Regions from separate parts of the Mus musculus genome. Here region 2 is linked to region 1. Evidence: chromatin contacts called from public Hi-C data. All regions are on one chromosome and are shown on one strand. Each heading gives the region's core, a stretch centred on a gene start, on an enhancer-like site or on the middle of the called end of the contact. The rest is flanking DNA. Distances are from core to core; before and after follow the strand shown. Region 1 has its middle 15 kb from the start of Gm30187. Region 2 overlaps Hsf2bp (heat shock transcription factor 2 binding protein).

The links. Hi-C and Micro-C count contacts between places; a contact is called where the count stands out from the background.
Region 2: a Hi-C map of myocytes shows a contact between it and region 1, with 2.4 times the contacts expected there. The contact joins two enhancer-like sites. A contact is called at or near these places in 9 of 39 promoter capture datasets (the 3T3-L1 cell line, 3T3-L1-derived adipocytes, the C10 cell line and 4 more), 1 of 15 datasets of contacts at CTCF or cohesin (large pre-B cells), 6 of 484 Hi-C or Micro-C datasets (the HL-1 cell line, Th1 cells, bone marrow-derived macrophages and 3 more), 12 of 115 datasets of contacts at active chromatin or transcription factors (the HL-1 cell line, the NIH/3T3 cell line, Th17 cells and 8 more) and 1 of 9 other capture datasets (embryonic stem cells).

What each region holds. Positions count from the first base shown.
Region 1 is chr17:31,691,740-31,694,529 of GRCm38.p6, forward strand. No RefSeq gene overlaps it. Among named protein-coding and RNA genes, the nearest start is that of Gm30187, 15 kb to the right of the region's middle. Within about 2 kb of position 1,417, at least 93 of the 459 cell types and tissues checked have an H3K27ac peak or open chromatin away from gene starts, as enhancers often do. A contact at or near this core is called in heart atrium, myocytes and pancreatic cancer cells, where this site is marked.
Region 2 is chr17:31,981,583-31,984,372 of GRCm38.p6, forward strand. All of the region lies in intron 7 of Hsf2bp (heat shock transcription factor 2 binding protein), which reads right to left. Among named protein-coding and RNA genes, the nearest start is that of Hsf2bp, 52 kb to the right of the region's middle. Within about 2 kb of position 1,404, at least 96 of the 459 cell types and tissues checked have an H3K27ac peak or open chromatin away from gene starts, as enhancers often do. A contact at or near this core is called in heart atrium, myocytes and pancreatic cancer cells, where this site is marked.

The sequences.
Region 1 (2,790 bases), core at 167-2,666:
TCACTGAGGCTGCAGATGGGGGTCTCCCCGCCTCCATTTGACTGTAGCCTGGAGGCTGGTAGGTTTGCTCCTTATTCTTAGAGGGCCCGATTTAGGACATGTCCTCCCCAAAACCTTCATGGGGGAGAACTAGATCTCCAACCTCCTGTGTGGCTCAGGAATCAGGTGTGTGATAATTTGGCAAAATTGGGGCCAGTGACAGGAGTTTGCTGGCTGGTTTTTACAAAGGGTACCCAAGGTGATCTCACTCACGGCAGGTCTTCTCAGTGACCTGCCACAGTGGCCCTTGAAGCCAGCTGGTATTAGTGACACTAGCCTCCGAAGTCAGGAAGGCTCCCCAAACTGCAAGAGGATGCACGGTGTCGATGGGCGGCTCTGATGCCTGCTGAGAATGGAACTCTGACTGGGAATGGGCACTTTTGCTCCATTTTGCAGATGAGGACATTGAGGGCCACAGGAAGGGCTTAGAATGATGGTGCCCAGGGCCGGAACCGACTACCCTGGGTGGTTACTGTCCAGGAGAAGCTGCTCTTTTTCCTGAAGTCATCATGTCTCCAGGATCCCCCCCTCCCCATCAGCAAGCATGGACCTGGGGTCATGTCCTTAAAGGTGGTGACCTTGAGCAGATCACAAGGTCACTGGCAGTAGGAAGACCTTAGGTGTGGGAGGAAGCTTGGCAGAAGCACAGTGCGCATTTCACTTCAGAGACAGCATTGACTTTGCATCTAAGAGCAATAGAGGGGCTGGAGAGATGGCTCAGCGGGTAAGAGCACTGACTGCTCTTCCAAAGGTTCTGAGTTCAAATCCTAGCAACCTCATGGTGACTCACAACCATCTCTAATGGAATCTGATGCCCTTTCCTGGTATGCATGAAGACAGAATGCTCATACAACATGATATACATAAATATAAATCTTTAAAAATATCCAAGTGACAGAAACAAGAGGGAGACCAGATCTCAGCACTTCAACACAAATGCTCTTTTCTTTGTATTAATATTCTTGCAGATGCCCTTCCAGGACACAGGGCACTTTGCCCTATTTCTGGAGCAGGTGACAGGGCTTCCAGTCTGCCTATGAGGTAGGCTAGAAGCCTTAGGAAGAGCCTCAGTAGCCAGGCGGTGGATGCTTTTATTATAGCCTGGCCTGGCTGAGCAGGGGTTAATCAGCTGGGCAGAGAGGGCACCCACTGGGCAGAGTGTCTAGCTGGAGCTTAGATTCACAACAGCTAGCTCAGCCAGGATGCTATGCTGGAGTGCGTGGAATCCCAGGGGTTAGGGTTAGGGTTAGGGTTAGGGTTAGGGTTAGGGTTAGGGTTAGGCTGTGGGCTCTGGATGAACAGCCAGCAACCTTCTAAAAGAGCACACAACAGGAAGCTGTTATCCCATGACGCTGTTGGCTCCTACCAATAGAACTACCTGTTGATACCAGGGCTTGAAGATGAGTATCTTACTCTCAGACAGTCCAGGACACGAGGCTTAGGTAGCAACCAGGATAACCCGCTCAGGAATAGGGTGTGGAGGGAACAAACCCGCTCAGGAATAGGGTGTGGAGGGAACAAACTTCATTTTTCTACCCATCCTTCCAACAGAAGAGATTGGGAAATCTGTAGTCCTGAGGGCTGGAAACTAGCTGGATAACACGGAGGCTGCGGCTGGATTTCACATGGCCGACAGGGGGCGCCTTCTACCCAGTTCCGGACCTACAGTGGCGGCTGGTTCCCCTCCTCCCTCAAGGCTTATCATCCAAGGTGCCTCAGCTGTGCTGGGGTTGACGCACAAAGGTGGGACACTGGCCTGCTGGGAGGGAAGAGTGGGGGTGGGGTACATGCAGGGGCGGGAGGATGACGGAGTAGGATGGGGTGAGGTAAGCGGTGAATCGTCCTGCTTGGTCACCCCTCTTAGGTAAGGTCACGACCCTACCCTGGAAAGGGGCCCTCTCCACCACCACTAAAAGCTCTTTGATGCCCACGCTGTGACTCAAACGCGTGCCTTGAATGTCACCGCGACACCAAGAAGATAAGAATAACTCCGGTTTGAGGAGCAGTGACCTCATTCAGTCCCACCTCCCTCTTGCTGGCACAAGGCCAAGTTGCCCACTGCTCTGGGCTTCAGTTTCTCCATCTTATTACTTGGGGATTCCAATTCTCAGTTTCAGGGCTGTAAAGGGGGGCGGGGCAGATGGAACTCAGCCGGCTAATAACAACCAAGAGAGCAAGGATGGGGGAGGGGGAAGAGGGACAAAAAGGCAGTGGGAAGTTCTAGGTACCCACTAGTAAGAGGCTGATGTAACTTCTATGTCTTTCCTTTGCTGACTTGAACTTGTTCTTGGATCCCACGTCCCTGGAAGGGTAGATGCCCTCAATCCAAGGCCCATGACAGCGCTGTGGGTGGGACCCCATCCCCACAGGTGCCCTACTGTGCCCCATCTCCACTTCAGGACTGAGTTGATTCAGTCGACACAGGCAGGTACATGTACATACCCACTGCACACACCTACTACACATGCTGCAGGCTGTGGATAAAAGTCGGGGGTGGGGAGAAGATGGCGTGGGGGTGTGCTCTTCACAGAGAAACGGGAGTCATCTATATGGTGACCTGAGCCCGACTTGCCAGGTACTGCACTGCTGCTCAGGGTTGTCACAGATCTTAAAGCAGGTTGACCTCCTTTGTGTCTACCTGTGACTGGGATCCTGAGCATCTACAGTGTGTGTGTGTGTGTGTGTGTGTGTGTGTGTGTGTGTGTGTGTGTGTGTGCCTGTGCTGGGTTGCGTGCACTCTCTGAGGGTAGA
Region 2 (2,790 bases), core at 154-2,653, 290 kb after region 1:
TGTTCTCCAGAGAAAAGCAGCCAAGAAGATGTGAGGATGGATGAGTGGCTGGATTAGCAAACGAACAGCGAAAGTTAGCAAAATTAACTCTAAAGAACGGTAATGAAGACTGCTCAGCACCAAATCACAGTCAGCAAATGGAGACCCAGGAGAAACAACACACCGCTCCGGGTCAGAAGCCGTCAGACTCGCAGCCTAGCACAAGCATTTCTAGTGAGGCAGGAAAGGGCCATAATGCAGCGCAAGCAGCCAGTCTTTGTGACCTGCTCAGGCCTCCATCTGACTGGGCAGAGCTCACTGCACCAGTCCGTCTACTAACCGCAAAGTTAATGTCATCTCCAAACATCCTCCCAAGTGTGTGAGAATGTCTAACAACTGTGTGGACATAGTGGCACAGTCAAGGTGACATACAGAGTAACAGCACCGGGCTCAGCCAGGGAGAGTCAGCTTGGCTATTCATTTTTCAAGGAGACTTTTCCTCATTCCACTCACAGGTCACAGAAATACATTTTCCTGATGATCAGAGGTAGGGGACATCTCCACTAAGTACTTTCAGGAGTTCTTTATTAGGTTAGTACTGACATTCAAACTTAGGCTGTATCCCCTGTCCTCTAAGCGTTGGGCGGCAGATTCTGAAGGTCAGGCGTGATAAAGAAGTTCCGTTAAACTGACACAGCTCTAACCCCAGCACACAGTAAACTGAGGCAGATCACGAGCTGAAAGCAAAACCAGACTGCAAAACAAGCAGCTCTCAGCTAGTCTCTGTCCTGTTTGAGCTTTATTCTTTAAGTACAATTTTAGTTCAAAGAAGCATTTTTAACAAAATTTTTCTCTCTCAGCTCTTGGTTCAAGGAAGAAAGCTGGCCAGTGCTCTGTTCCCTCCTACTCCTGGCTCCCAACTCAAGTCCTGAAAGCTGGCCACAGGACCTGCAGGGATGAGATGACGGTGGCTCAGAACAGGGAGGACAGGGCGGCTGCTATGCTAGGTATGTTTGAAAGCTCAGTCAGCAGTCCTCCAAACAGACTAGATCTTGGTGTGACCGATAAAAAGAAATCAAGAGTTGCTGGGGGAGGGGGCCTAAACAGGCTGATAAGTTGGGAAGGAAAGTTTTGATTCACTGAGACTAGGCAGACTGTGGTTAGGGCTGGTGTGGAAAAGACTGGGAGTCTGGTGTAAACATTGGATGGGAACGTCTATTCAGTGTGCCTGTGGATTCATCAAACAGAGCTGGCTCTGAGTCTAGAGCTCTGGAGGAAGTCTGAGCTGAAGACACAGGTAGTAAAGCTTGCATTCTTCAGATCACTCGAGAAGCCAAGTAGTTGTAAGATGGGTGTGAATGCCACGCGCACATCCGTAGTCTATCCAGGGAATGCAGCACCACGGCCACAGTGGGATTCTAACACTAGTCTGCATTAGCGGTTGCATAACATGTGGTCACCACCCCAATACACATTGTCCTCATCAGCTATTTGCTAGAGTTCTGTGCCAGTTCTGCGGCTGAAGAGGAATGTGAAGAATCTGGACCCAGCCTGGGAAAAAGGCAGCCATGTAGATGAACAAATGAAAGAAAATGAAGTCTAGCAAAGTTTAGAAGGAATGAGATGAGCTTACCAGAGATAGGCACAGCAACCACTGGTTCTGGTCTCGGAAGCACAGGGTTTGAAAACTCAGAAGCAACTGCTTAGGTCAAGCAAAGAAAAAGGGAAACAAGCTTCCCTTGAAGTACAAGATCCTTAGATCAGAAATAAAGACTAGAGCTGACACCTACTGTATTAGGTCTAAGAGCCTGAGGTGGACTCCCACTGTACAGATCCGAGAAGTGAATTCAACACATTAGATCGTTTTACCAGTAAGAAAGCTTCGATTGCCACCTCCATGTAGTAAGCCTAAGGCTGTGCTCTTTAAAGACATCAAGCTCCATGACAGGGGTTATGTGATAAAGCAGAAACTGATTTCTGAGAGGCAGCAAGCTCCTGGCTTCAGAGCTTTCTAACAGTACTAGAGATTTCTGAGCAAAACTGAATACATCTCACAAAGCAGATCCCCTACTGACAGAAGAGCACAGGCAGCCAGTCTTCAAATTCTTTCCTGGCCTGAGGTCAGAAGGTCGGGTCCTGAGCACAAGCATCAGTTTCCCAGGCAGCCAACACGCTCCTGTTCCCCCACTTCATGATAAAACATATTCTCAGCTTTCTAAACTTCAGGGCAGGGCTAGGGAAGCGGCTCAGGAGCAGACTTGCAGAGCATGCCTGGAACCCTAGGTGCAGCAGCAGCAGCAGGACCACTACCACCACCAAACCTTAAAACACATTAAATTCTAAAACACTAAAATCAGAGCGACATAAAACAGCGCGTACATAACTCAGTGGTTAAGCGTCTAGCGTCGAGTCTAGCATGTTCTGTTTGACTGTAGAAGGAATAACTTTAAAGTTATCGAGTGAGATAAGCTGGCAACAGACCTCAAGGTTTGGGCTGTGCTTGTTAAGTTCAAAGAACCAAGAACTGTCTTTAAGGACAAGAAATCCTGAAAAGTCAAACAGCCCAGAGCAAAGTGCTACTTTAAGATACCTTAGAGAGCTGGTGTATGGTGTTGAATGCCTTTAATCCCAGTACTCAGAAGGCAGAGGCAGGCAGATTTCTGTGAGTTTAAGGCAAGCCTAGTCTACAAAGTGAGTTCCAGGACAGCCAAGGCTATTACAAAAAGAAACTTTGTCTTGCACGCATGCGTGCGCACACAACACACACATACATGGAAAAGATACCTTAGAAATCATTCCATTGAGTCTGTG